Regions from separate parts of the Mus musculus genome. Here all the other regions are linked to region 1. A link is a contact called in public HiChIP or PLAC-seq and promoter capture Hi-C data. All regions are on one chromosome and are shown on one strand. The core of a region is the stretch at or near the end of the contact, and the rest is flanking DNA. Distances in the headings are between cores, read along the strand shown. Region 1 holds the start of 9330111N05Rik (RIKEN cDNA 9330111N05 gene). Region 2 holds the start of Adgrv1 (adhesion G protein-coupled receptor V1). Region 3 holds the start of Lysmd3 (LysM, putative peptidoglycan-binding, domain containing 3).

Evidence for each region. Promoter capture Hi-C pulls out the DNA fragments that hold promoters and counts their contacts. HiChIP or PLAC-seq counts read pairs in DNA pulled down with a chosen protein or histone mark.
Region 2: a contact with region 1 is called in a FOXA1 HiChIP or PLAC-seq map of pancreatic cancer cells. The contact joins the promoter of Adgrv1 here to the promoter of 9330111N05Rik in region 1. A contact is called at or near these places in 2 of 39 promoter capture datasets (liver and stem cell-derived epiblast-like cells) and 1 of 115 datasets of contacts at active chromatin or transcription factors (pancreatic cancer cells).
Region 3: a contact with region 1 is called in a promoter capture Hi-C map of liver, with 3 times the contacts expected there. The contact joins the promoter of Lysmd3 here to the promoter of 9330111N05Rik in region 1. A contact is called at or near these places in 6 of 39 promoter capture datasets (the 3T3-L1 cell line, 3T3-L1-derived adipocytes, liver and 1 more), 1 of 115 datasets of contacts at active chromatin or transcription factors (pro-B cells) and 2 of 9 other capture datasets (adipose tissue and liver).

The regions. Positions count from the first base shown.
Region 1 is chr13:80,961,545-80,966,272 of GRCm38.p6, forward strand. 9330111N05Rik (RIKEN cDNA 9330111N05 gene) reads left to right here and starts at 2,530. Exons shown (of 2, transcript NR_015587.3): 1 at 2,530-2,849.
Region 2 is chr13:81,630,302-81,634,815 of GRCm38.p6, forward strand. It overlaps Adgrv1 (adhesion G protein-coupled receptor V1), which reads right to left and starts at 2,843. Exons shown (of 90, transcript NM_054053.4): 1 at 2,706-2,843. The coding sequence starts at 2,727.
Region 3 is chr13:81,654,783-81,659,188 of GRCm38.p6, forward strand. It overlaps Lysmd3 (LysM, putative peptidoglycan-binding, domain containing 3), which reads left to right and starts at 3,024. Exons shown (of 3, transcript NM_030257.1): 1 at 3,024-3,154.

The sequences.
Region 1 (4,728 bases), core at 1,280-3,779:
TTCCTTTTCAATGTCAGTTTAGGGTCTTTAACTTCCTATAAAAAAATCTGGCTGTCATGCCTGCATATAAGCTTGGAGAGTCACTCTAACCTCAAAGCTCTTCCCTGCAAGAAAAGCATTCCTTTTTTTTCTTTTTATATTTTATTTATATATTATTATTATTTTAGGGTCTTTGAGACAGGGTCCCACCACAGTGGTTTAAATCCCCCCTCCTCCCACCACACTCATCTTTCATCTCCACGCCCTTATTATGGCTCCCTACCTCCCCCTCCCCCTCAGGGTTTCTCTGTGTAACCCTGGCTGACCAGGAACTAGCTCTGTAGACTAGGCTAGCCTCAAAGTCAGGAATACACATGCCCTGCCTTCCGAATCGTGGGGTTAAAGGCTCACCCCCACCCAATTTAAATATTTAATTTTTTTTTTTTTTTTTTTTACAACTAGAAAAAAAGAGCATGCACGTCTTGGGACAGTCTCAACCTAGTAAAAAGCAAGAAAAGCATTCCTAATAGAAAGAAGGCTGTTCTATGGTGATGCGATGCACTGTTTCAAATGCACACTGGCATCAGGAGCAATAAGAATTCTAGGACCTTGGAAAACAATTGGCAACAGTTGGCACAGGTTCTAAAGGCCTAGTGTGATTGTCTTAAAACTCAGCTCAAAGGGGTCCCTGTCCCTCGACCTGTCTCTGGATTATCTCATTGATCAGCTACACTGAACAATGCAACACTTGCCATTGGCTCTCAACATAGCATTGCCACAATCACCAGTACAGTTGGAAAAATCCGAACAGGATGCTAGAGGGCTGAATGCCCAGGACACCATCATGGTTCTCTGTTACTATCAAACATGCCTCCAGCTTTTAGAATCCTTTATGAGAAAGGCAATTGCACAAAGACCAAAGATTGGCTTCCTTTAACACTGAACATCAAAACCGAGTTAAACTCTCTTTTTCCAAGGATACCTAATGTTTTACAATTCCACTAAGGCCACAATGATTTAACCTCAAAGTCGTGCAAAGGTTTGACACATCACTTGCAAGGCGTGTTTTTGTTTTATTTACTCATTCTTCCTGTGTCTCATTTAAAAATGTCATTTCTCAAATTGGGTGCGGATTATTAAAAAAATTAAACGTAAGCAAACAAAAAATAAAACCAAACAAAAGCAAAAAACAAACAAGCAGACAAAACCCACCCACACCCCCCCCTCCAAAAAAAATCAAACAAACAACAACAAATACAAGCCAGAGCAAGAGAAATCTCCTATCTGAGGAAATACATGGGACGAAAGCCTAAGCCCTGGAAACGGGGTCACGTGGGGCCACCCCCACCCCCCACCCCACCCCCGCTGCGGATCCTGGACGTCACCCGCTCTGGCCCGTGCGTGCGGCGGGTGAGTGGCCCCGGGGTCTCCGCGGCCGAGGCGCTGGGACGCCCTTCCTGACAGCCGGTCTCCCGGCACGTAGCGCTCGCCTGACTCAGCGCTGAGTCACCGCTCCCGCGGACTCCCGCTTCGCCCTGCACAGCCAGAGGCTGCCGGGCTCCGTGCACGCCGAGGCCGAGCCCTCAGTGCTGCAGACCGGTCTCTGCGCTTCCCGGAGCAGCGCAGGGTTTACAGCTTTTGAATCCCGACCAAGCCCAGCACTAACTTCCTGCGTTGTTTTCTTTGCCTTAAGGGCTGACTAGTCTAGGGATCAAATTCTTCCATCGAAGCTTGTTGGCGCAAATCCCGGCTTTGTCCTTGAACAGTGACTTTGAGATGATCTTCGTTTGGATTTTTTTAATACTTCCGCGGTTCCAAACTTCTGTCTTATTTATGCCCTCCGTTTCCTAAGGTTATCTTTTCAGTGTGTTTGGTAACTAATCTTGTCATAAAGCCACACTGCGGTGACGCAAGTCAGGTTGGAATCTGGCATGGTGTACAGGCAGTGACTTACTGTAAAATCCAGGGCCTTCATCGCGACATCCTATCTGTCATCTCAGGCACTGATTAGCTTCCTTGCCCTTGGAGAGGTCCCGGGGATTTAGAAGGCCTGTTGAAATCTGTCTTTATAGCGGCCATGTTTCTTGCTTCCTCCTCGGAGTTTAAAATGAAGAGAACGATAGATAAGCATTTCTGCAAACGTAGCTTGGACCACCTGTCCCAGAGCACAATTTTACTCCAAACTGCAGCTGCAGAATGTCCTGAATAAAACTAGAAACCGGCCACCTGCCAGTGAAACACGTGATCCGCAAAGCCTACCAGAGGATAGGAGGAAAGCAGTTTTCCTAGACTGAACACACAGACCACGTTGGTTCTGGTGTTCTTATTCATCTTTCTGTCTAAAATACTGGAAAGGTAAAATGCGGGGCGGCCACATAAAATATCAGCGTACTGTTATAGTGATAGCCATTTACATCGCTGTTGATATGGTAGAGATGGAACCGAAGGCCTGATGCTCTAATCAGACACTGCTACACAGCTATAGCCTCAGCAGGAAGTTGTTCCGACTTCCGATCCCTGGACATTTTCATTTCTCTGGGAAACTCTTCCAGCTTCATCTTTGCTAGCATTGGAGCAAACTCCCCAACAAGCCCTTGTTGGTCCAAGTAGAGTTCTTGGACCAGCAACCCAGCATCACAAAGTAGCTCATAAGAAGCACAGGCTCTCTGAGCTGCTGACGCAGCAAAGACGGAGGAGTGCTTGCCTAGTATGCTTGAAGACTGGAGTGGAGGAAGGGAGAACAGAAGTTCAAAATCATCCTCCGCTGCGTCCTTAGAGCCTAGAATCTCAGACTCCATCCAAAATTGGCATGTTTACGAGGTCTCTTTATATCGTGAACTTGGGAAGAACTGATCAGTGGGCTGGCAGAGGTAAGGAGAAGGCGTGGGGGAGGACAGCATCTTTCACTTTCCAGGACTTCGGTAAGAAGTGCCACACCTAGCACTGTACCTAAAATAGTAAAGGTGGACTATCTTAGTTAAGGGTTGACTGTTGTGAACAGACTCCATGACCAAGGCAACTCTTACAAGGTCAACCTTTAATTGGGGCTGGCTTACAGGTTCAGAGGTTCAGTCCATCATTATCAAGACAGGAGCATCACAGCGTCCAGGCAGGCATGGTGCAGGAAGAGGGAAGAGCTGAGAGTTCTATATTCCTTATCTGAATGCTGCTAGAAGACTAGCTCCCACATGGCTAGCAGAAGGGTCTCATTGTGCACCCCCACAGTGACACACTTCCTCCAACAAGGCCAACCTACTCCAGCATGGCCACATCTCCTGGTAGTGCCGCTCCCTGGGTCAAGCATATTCACTACCACATGGACTTACCCTCTTACAATCCTGGAGACTGTCCACCATGTTCTAGGTAGACCCCTCTGGGCTCCTTTCTACATCTCAGCAATGGCCATAGATCTCTGATTGTCCCTGGCATACAGTCTATGCTGCTTGGATCACATGGCATTTTTTTTCTGTGTTTGTCTCCACATTAACTCCCTACTAAGGTCATGTGCTCTCACTGGAGGCTCCAAGTTCCACACTGACAAATGCAAGTGCACACCATTTCTGGGATGGGTGTGGGGAAGTGATACAGATGGAAATAGCAGGGTACAAGAGATACGATGGATAATTGGGAAAAGGGGTGTGCTGTTATTAGGGAAGAGAAGGCACATAAACACAGAAGGAGAGAGTAAGATAACAGTAAGGATGCCTGAATCATACCATTAGCTACCTTAAAAGAACCCCAAAATACCAGTTAGTCTATGTATAATATCATATATAGTTTAAATAAAATTTCCTCATCTGGGCTGACAATGCTTTCTACCAGAACCAAAAATCACCTAAGAAAAACCCAACACCAGTAATGAGAGGCCTTCTTTTGAGTCATTGAATAGGGTTGTCCAAGAGACTTCCCCCACATACAGACTATCGCTCTTGTCCTTGTTGTTCCCCCAAAAATGGAAAACAATCTCTATTACTGAAGATAGCAGTTACTTCAGACAAAGGGATAAGAAAGTGACCTGAATGTGCCATTCCTGACAACTAGCTTTCATGGTGTTTCCAAAGGAGGGAGGCAACCAAAAGTTCTACCCAGCTATAATTTCTATAAGCAACAATGGTACACTAACCCTAAGGGTACAGTGGGGGAACATGAGCTTTGGCAGTAACCAACACCTCTCTAACTGGATTTAAGATTTGCTCAACTAGAGGGAAACTGGGGGCTTGGGACTAGAAACCTGTTTAACTCCTCGGGGCTAGTGAAATCATGAATTGGGAAAGAATCTATAATCACCACTTTTAGCAACCAGCATAATATTTAACTAAATTTTAAATATCTGTTTCGTACCCAACCATAAGTGTAGTCATCACCTCTCACCAGGAAACTTCTCTTTGCCACAGAGACCGTTACAGAAAACCATAGCCAATCAAAATGCAGAGCTGTGGGGCCCAGTCCCAGTGAATACATCTACAAAACACTTCCCCACTCAAGGAACACTGGAGAAGGTGAAAAGACTAAGAGCCAAAGGACTATAGGGTTTGCTGTGAAGTAATGTCTCCTACTAATGTCAGAAGCTACACCCATAACATCTGTCCCATTATGATCCTCTAAGATGAGCTGCACAAAGATGATAGCACTGAAATGCCATGGTGGATAGAGCCTCAACCCTGTGAAGAATTATAGTGAACTAAGGAGTGCTGAGAGTGGGAGAAGTAGCCTTCTCCAGGGAAGAACACACCAATTGGTTATCCAGTA
Region 2 (4,514 bases), core at 1,593-4,092, 670 kb after region 1:
CAACCTGGACATTTTTTAATGAAATGGCATCAATACAGCAAGGGTGTATATAGCATCTGTGAGTGACAATAAATTAACGAGCACATTTGCCCATTAACAGGTAACAGATGAAAGGATTGCTTGGGTGACCAAAATGAAAATAGAATGTGTGACCTTAACTGCTTCTCAGCTTTCCTAAGTTCCACTGTAGTCACACACAAATAAAGAAGTCAGTCCAGTTTGGCTACAAGGCTTCTCTTGGAGCTTCAGGAGTTCATTCCTGTCTTCCACAGCAGTAAAGAAAACAACGTGTTTTAGAAGGTGGGGGAAATTCTCCCAGGATGTAGATCTTTCTGCCCTAGTTTCTTCATATGGAAATCAAAATTACAGTTCATGGTTAATTATAAAGTTGATCTGGATAAAGGGATTAGTCGAATTCCTGGCATACTGTGTACACTAGGCAAAAGCGGCATGCCATTGCCATTCATGAGGATATAAACAAAGCCTTTGGTCACAGTTAGCCGATGTAAAGCCCCTTCTCCCACGGCACATCATCCCTCCTTGTCTTGAGCATGGCCACCTCCAAGGGACAAAACAGCTGACATTCTCTGGTGTAACATGGCCTTTTGCTCCTTCACAGTATTTCTAACAATTGTTTTTATTTCTATAAGAACATTTGTGTCCTAAATATTTCATATTATTATTCTATGACATCAAATACAATAGGAATTCAACAGCGTAAAACTAAATTATTTTCCTAAATACTGAGAATTTTAACTAACACTTTGTTCTTATACCTGATGGCATCAAGACTTGATGCTCTCACATAGTTAGCCTTTGCCTCACTGTGGACTTGGTATAGTCAGATTTCGTGAGTCTATAGGAGATTAAGGTAATGTTCCTAATATTCAGCATAATGGACGTCTAAAAGCACTCAGAAAAGACCCTTGATCTGGTTTTCATAACTGGGGATTTGAAGCAGAAATCTTGAAAGTTCCCAGCTTCAGTGTCACTGTCTGGGAATTAGGATACTGCTCTTTAGTTTATGATGATGATATGTCAAATAAGGTCTTTATAAAGGACTTCAAGGAGCTCATGACTAATGTCTTTGAGTAAGAATTGAATTGTACATATTCATCATGGAAATAAGGTGGTTCAGTTGTTCAATTTTGCTTGGATGCATTTGATATACTCATTGTTTTTTTAACAGATGCAACCTTGAGTGATGTAATTTTTAACTAGACTACATCTTTGCAATCACCTAGCACAAAGAGCTTGATTTTATAAGTGAAGAAACAAAATCCTGAAGAACAGTTTCATGTTCAAAGTCACTTAAGTTGTGGCAGAAGTGGGATATAATTCTCCAACACATGCAATCGCATGCATTTTTTTTGTAATAATTCAGAATGTATTTGTAAATCAGTAGGAGTTTACTACTTAGCCTAGGAAATCTCCCAGACATAAGTCTGGTACCTCTGCCCTGATTAAATGTCTACTGTCTTCTTTAATGTCCTTTCTCTTTATTTCTTTGCTCTAGTTCTTTGGAGAGATGACTCACAAAGAAGGAAGCTTTGGTTCAGGGATGGAAGATGGTTGTAACACTCAGTGCCAAATCACTTAAGGGGTATTTTGGACTTTTCCTGTCAAGAAGTAACATCTTAATTCCAATTTCTACAAATGTGCAGCTTATGAAGGGGTCTGCAGCCCCATAGGAGGAGTATTAATATGAACTAACCAGTAACCCCAGAGCTCCCTGGGACTAAATCACCAATCAAAGAAAACACATGGTGGGACTCATGGCTCCAGCTGCATATGTAACAGAGAATGGCCTAGTCGGTCATCAATGGAAGGAGAGGCCCTTGGTCCTGTGAAGGTTCTATGCCCCAGTATAGGGGAATGCCAGAGCCAGGAAGCAGGAGTGAGTGGACTGGGGAGCAGGGGGAGGGAGGAAGAGGATAGGGGATTTTCGAAGGGGAAACTAGGAAAGGGGATAACATTTGACATGTAAATAAAGAAAATATCTAATAAAAAAGAATGTGCAGCTTATAAACACATTATGTACATGTTAAAGGCTATAGATTTTGTAAGATGTTAGTTTACACAAGTTATATACAACTTAATGTTGTACCTTAAAGTTATTTTCTCAATGGAAATGAAAAATAGTTCAGGAAATTTAAAATATAAAAGAAATATGTGTGTGTATATACATAAGGAATTTTTACACTCTATGTTAATTTCAAACTCATCGGAAACAATGTGCTTGACTGAAACTCCCTGAAGCAGTAGGTATCTGGAACATTAACAAGATTCCTTTAAAGTTACCTCGATATTCACAAAAAGAAGTTTTATCTACCGACCACCTGCAGTTCTTGCCCAATTATTTTTCCAAGCCATCTTTGAAACTAGAGCCTGTGTTTCAACTGGGCAGAAAGAGATATGGGAACTTTTCGCTCTGCTCATCCCAGTCTCCTCTTCTCTGAGATGGCAGCTTTGGGAGCAGCTATGCAAAGCCGCAGCCTTGTGCAGGGACCAGGCATTTGTCCCGTTACCCGCAGCCCGCCACCCGCTTGTCCGTGCGGCCGCTACCCGCCCGCCTTCTGCGCCGCCCTCGCTCCTACCTCCAGCAACAGGTGCAAGCGGCGGCTGCCCGGGAACTGCCTAAGAGATGCTGTAGCCCTCCCCGACCCACTGGATTCCCTCAGCACCAACCCCAAGTCACATCCTACCTGGTTCTGAGGTCACCGACATCTGCGTGCCCTCCGATCCCCGCCGGTGCCGGGCCTCCCTTCACACCCAGGGTCCCCACCGCTGCCGTTCCTCCCTTCACACCCAGCGCAACCCTCTGCAACGCTAATCCTTTCCCCGCACTGTCCCTTCCAGCCAAAGACTTCATCCTCTCCCCTCCCCCTAGCGCTCCTCTGCTCCAATAGGACTCTGGCCCGGGGGATGGGCTCACCTGGTCGGTGGAGCGGGGGTGACTGTCCTGGCAGCAGGCTGTCCTCTGCGCAGCGGGCAGCCAGGTCCGCACTCCGTCGTGGTGAACTCCCCGCCTTGGCCATGACTAATGGACTCTTCCAGCAGTCAGGCGTCCAAGCTGACCTGCTGGGTACCACAGCGCTTGGCCGGTTCTCTTAGGCGCTAAACTTTGGAGCTGCTCTGCTGTAAGCGGCTCCCAGTCTTCTCTCCAGTTTGCTGAACCTAAAAGGGTGTTTCCTTTACCATCGATTGAAGCCCTTCTTCAAGTGTTCACTCTGAGTACTCATTCACTGATGAATTACTAGAAATGAAGGCGGTATCTCTATGCACACTTACAAGGCAACATCTTTGCCATCTCATATTGTATTAATACCTAGTTTATTACCTACTGTAATAATACCTAAGTTCTTCAAGGATTAAGGGAACCAAGTTTTTTCTGATAGCACACAGGGCATGTGTATGTGGGTCGTTATTCTCCCCTAGACTTAGTCATGAAGGCTCCATAGTGGGAAGAGCCGTGGTGGTTATCAGAACAATTGCAGCATCATTCATGGGAAGTTTCAAACAAGGAAAAAGACTAAGATTTTTGGTCCAACCCTCTGCCTCCACTTTTTGTGCTAATAATTATTTAATTTGATGTTCTGTTCATAGGTAAGAGTGACAGATCCCCCTGAAACTGAAGTTGCAGACAGTTGTGAACTGCCATGCGGGTGCTGAGAATTGAACCTGGGTCCTCTAGAAGAACGTCAACTTTCCAGACCCCTGCCTCCACTTTTTAATGAAAGAAGCAAGGTTATAAATTAAGAGCAGATTTAAAAAAAAAAAAAGTAGGAAAAGACAAAGCGACTAAATTAAATAGAAAGAGAGGCCAGTGGAGGATCCAAGATCCATTCCAAACTAACAGAATGGAATAAGCTTTAAGTAACAAACGGGGATCCAGGGACACAGTTATTATGAACTATTGCAGAATGCCTCATCTCAAAATTGTAGGACTCGGCAAACAGCTGGACATCAAAGATAAGGTTAGGCAAACTAGTTGTTGTACACCATATTCATGGGGCTGAAAATGCCCACGGCACGCACTACAAAAGGTAAGAGTAAACTGCTGCTTCTAGAAGCGGTGAACGAAGTGGACACAAGCGGGCGTGAGCTCTCAAGTCGGTAGCATAGTAAGAGGATTTAAGGCGACAGAGAATCAAAATCATGAGCCAGTTATCCAGATAATCATAAAGCAAAACAAAAAATGGGAAGACGGAAGTACATTTTGGCTTGGTTTGTTTTGCTATTTACAGTGTCTCAAACTCTGTCCCTGTAGGTCGGAGGTTCTTAGTCCTTAGTCCTTCTTTCCCGAGTCTCATCTGCAAGCTCACCATGCATGTGTGCTCTGTGTGTGACATTCCTCCTAAGCATTGACATGAAAATTCATTCCCCTAACCCGTTCCTTCAGGATCATAAGTAATTCACTAACAATAATCACTGGGTGTTTAGGATACAGAGGAAGAGGAGGGCACTGTGGGAAAAACAGCAATTGAAGACATGGTGCTGAATTTATTAAGCTC
Region 3 (4,406 bases), core at 1,774-4,273, 690 kb after region 1:
GCAGGGCTGAAAGAAGTCAGCCACAGGGGACTAGGAAGAAATGTAAAAATCATTAAGGCTTTGACAATGGCATTAATTTCTGAGGGAATTGAATTTTTTTTCAGATATGCATCACTTGGATACAAAGTTCCAAACAACTTGAGGATGATTCAGATATGCACAGTTAGCTCTGGGGAAATATGTCTAGTTATTACAAAATACAATGTATGATTTTTTAATATTTTATTGATAATAAAGTGGGGCATGTACATTTAAGTTTTATCCCAAAGGAAAACACAGTGTATCTCTTATGTAACTGTATTTTTTTAATCTTTAAAATGCATTTTGGAAATCTTTTTACATGTATATAGTCGTAAATGCCCCCCCAACCTAAATTCATCTGAGAAGAAGGAACTCAAGTAAGAAAATGGGTCCAGAGAACAGGGTTGTAGGCAGGCCTCTAAGGTACTTGTTTAAATTAGTGATTGATGAGGAAGGACCCAGCCCATTGTGGTGGTCCTGGATTCTATAAGAAAGCAGACTGAGCAAGCCATGGCGAGCAAGCCAGTAAGCAGCATCCCTCCATAACCTCTGCATCGGCTCTTGCCTCTGGGTTTCTGCCTTGTTTCAGTTCCTGTCCTGACTTCCTTCCATGATTAACAGCAATTTGGAAGTGAAACCATTTCCTCCTCTTCTTGCTTTTTGGTCATGGAATTTTGTCACAGCAATGGATACCTTAACTAAGACAGGTGTCCCGTTGTCCTGCTGCTTAAGTCCTCTCAGACAGAATTGTCTACGGACTGTGAAGCTCCACTGGTGGCCAGCAAGTCCCAGTGGTCCTTCTGAATTCACTCTCCTGGACCCCAGAACCCAGAAGGTTACAGGCACACATGCAGCCATGTCTGGATTTTTATTTAGGTTTTCTGCTCCAAGCACATGTTCTTATGCCCAGGATTTTGTTTTTTAAAAAAGAACTAAATCTGCAATGGCTGGAATATATTTCTCGTACATATTCCTTTTCGGAGACAAATTTATTAATAAATCTGTAAAGAAAGAGGAATCTAAATCTTTTGATCAAGTACTATATTGTTTTAAGGAAGTCAAAGGATCCTGCTATTCCTTTGAGGAGCACTCTGATTGTTTTTCCTTTTGACATTAATCTGATAAACATTCCTAAACTTATTTGTTAAATCTGATTCAAGTGTTATGTGTCAGTGAATTTAAGGCAGGTACTAAGCAAAGTTAAACCCTAGTTAACTTTATTTTTAATTTTAATGCATTTTAGCAAACAGTGCTCCTCACAAGTGGTATCAATTTACTCTCTACAACACTGCATTTACTCTGTCTCAGTCTAAATGTTAGCTATAAAACTACAAATTCCTAGAATCATGTACTTCTCAACTGAACAATTTTAACGGACAACATAGCAGATGAGATCTGAAAAAAAACCTACTACTTTTGGCCTTCGGATTGCTGAGAACACCCTCTTTTCCAAAGACAAATACTTGTTCTTACCGGCCAACTTTCTGGAACTCAGCCAACATTCGTGGCTAACTGCTTCTTTTGTATAGTCTAATAATAAAATATACACATAGTGTGCCCTTTTGGTAAACAAATACTCGATTTTAGTTAGATACAAACAATCATTCAAAAGCTTTGCAGATCTCGTGTAGGATGTTTCTTCAAAGCAAACAGGTAGTAGTCCTGAAGAAATGCTTGGAATTCGTTCTCCCTCAGACTCTCCCAAGGATTCCATGGCCTATTGACATTAAAATAAGAAAAGTAACCTACTTGCAAAAAGACGGTTGCATTCCATTAACATTCATGAGGCCTGAACAGCCGAGGCCCTACACATCAAGAACGGAATATATCCTTTGTCTCCTGATGAGAAAATGTCTCCGTGATAAATGGTTACAGACAGCGGTGTCACAGGGGCAAGAGCTCAAAGAATAACTTGGGCAAACTTTTTTTTCCCCGGTTGTCTTTGCCTGGAGTTCTTTGTAGCATTGTTCAGCACAGTGCCTTGTCCTTTCAAGTAAAAGGCGCTTATTGCAATGTAAGTAAAATCCCAGTCCTTGCAGAGGCACTTCTCAGAAAACCAACCGACCAAGGAACCAACAGAACAAACAAACAAACAAACAAACAATCAAACAAAAAACCCTTTGGAAATTGGAACAGCGTTCCAAAGGCTTTATAATTACTAAGTATTCGGACTGTAAAGAAAAGTGTGGTACGTCTTTAGGCAATGTTGACCTAAATGGGTAAGCATTTAGTCAAGTGCATTGTCGGTCGTCAGCACAAAACACCAGGTGCACCTTTAAAATGTCATACATCATTCGCATAAATACAAACACTGTATTTACCACTTCGGCAAATTTCTAAAAAAAAAAAAAAAAAAAAAAAAAAAAGTCAGAAGAGAGGTATTTATTTCACTGCCATAGATAGTGCAACACCAATGGCGTCCTGTTAATTTTCAAATCCAAGTAGGTTAGTTACAAGTTGTTGACAACTTTGTCCCATCAAAGTGCAGCTCCAGGGCACTGTGAGCTTAGCTTGGCTAGGTGGCTCACTCTGCTGACCTACAGACCCAAGGCACTCTGCCTGTCTTGTTTGCTGCTCTAGGGCTCGTTCGATATGGTAAAGCACGGCCCAGTGTTTTTGCTTTCTTCTGCCCCACCGAGAAGAAAGTGCCAGATACAGAGCATTAAGAAATGCACAGCGGCTCTCCATTGGCTCTTCCTCAAGCATGCCCTCCGCTCAGTACGTTTCTTAGCCAGGAGGACCCGTTGGGTTTAGATTCACAGACTGCAGGAGTCCAACACGGCCCGGCGGCCCCCGGACGGGCGGGGCTAGAGGCGGGGCTGAAATCAGGCCCCGCCCCGGCCGCATCGGCGCGCCTGCGTGCTGGCGTGGGCCTGCGGTTGGCCGCGGGGTTCTGGGTTCCCCGCCTCCGCCCGCGCCCTCGCACCTCCGCCTACTCTACGCGATGACGCACCGCAGGTTTGCGGACGTGGCGGCGGCTGTCGGTGCGGAAGGCGGGGACGGCGGCGACGGCGGCGACGGTGGCAGAAGCGGACCCAGACACCGGAGAACCTAGAGTCGGTCATGAACGTCTCCGGGGCCGCGGCTGTGGTGGAGGACATAACCGTGTCGCCGCGCCCCTGCTAGAGGACAGGTGACGGTGGCTGTGGGGCGGGGCGGGGCAGGACGTCGATCGGGGGGTCACCGTGGGGCGCTGTCCCCGGTTCGGGAAGGACTCTTACCTCCCGGTTTTGGGCAGCCCTTTCCGGGCCATTCTGCCTGTCCCCTTAGCATCTGCTCCGAAGCGTCCCAGTCTGACGCGGCGACTTAGAAATCAGAGATGTAATCTTTGCGGGGGACGTCCGGAGGAAAGGGAAAAATAAAAATAAAAGCGAGTGGAATGGAAGAGGGAGGAAGTTTGCAGTTGTTGCTTAGGTTTAAAATTGGCCCTGGAGAATAGGATCGGGGTGATTCTGTCCTAAGTGCTGAACTGGCTTGTGCCCTGTGAGTCTTCTCTTGCTCCCTGCCGAAGGTCAAGACCAAATATTAATATGCAGCAATTAATATGTAGTACCTAGGGATTTGAGAGGTCGCTTTCCGGTCTAGACCGGGTGGATGAAAACATGCTCACGATACCCATTGATGATCACTTTCAGGACGTTTGTCAGCAGTGCAGTATGCAACATGTTCTAGTTTTCTGAAGCCATAGATTCCATAGATAATTCAGAGAGGTAAAGAGAATTGAGGCTGATGGCTTTGATTCCGTGTACTTTCTAATCTTTAGTAGATTGACATGTCATTACCTTACTGGGCCAAAGTGCAGCTTGGCACTTGGATTACAGATGAACAGTCAGACCGTAGTGTCCAGATTGTTTATTTTGCTTTCCTGTCATTTTAGAGGAATAGAGACAGATGCGCGAAGACGGGAGTCTTTTGATTCCTGATTAAGACATGGTGAGGGAAAGACTGATAGAAGAACACATTGTTTCAAATGGCTTCTGGGTATTAGTCAGTAATTTCAGAGAGCTGTACTAAGAATGGGAGGGAGAGCGCTTTAGAGGGATAGCATACCTAAGGCAACGTAACCACCCATATGCATTGCTTTAGATCTAATCTTTTCTGCTTTTGATGGATGCTTTTGAGGATCTGAAACAGATACTTCCTGAGGTAGTACATGTATGTATGTATGCAACTTGCTACTGGTTCCACAAAACTGACAGACATCCTCTACATCTAAGATGTGGGCTTTTTATTTTGTTTTTAGAAAAGACCTAGATAAGGGAGTGCAAGCGTCCTTGTAGAAACAGGTGTGCTCCTTACTTTAAACTGAGATGTGAAACGTGGCTCTCATTTAGCTTGGATCTGTCAAATTTGGAGTGGTTTTTGGCAATAGTTTAGCCCCTGTG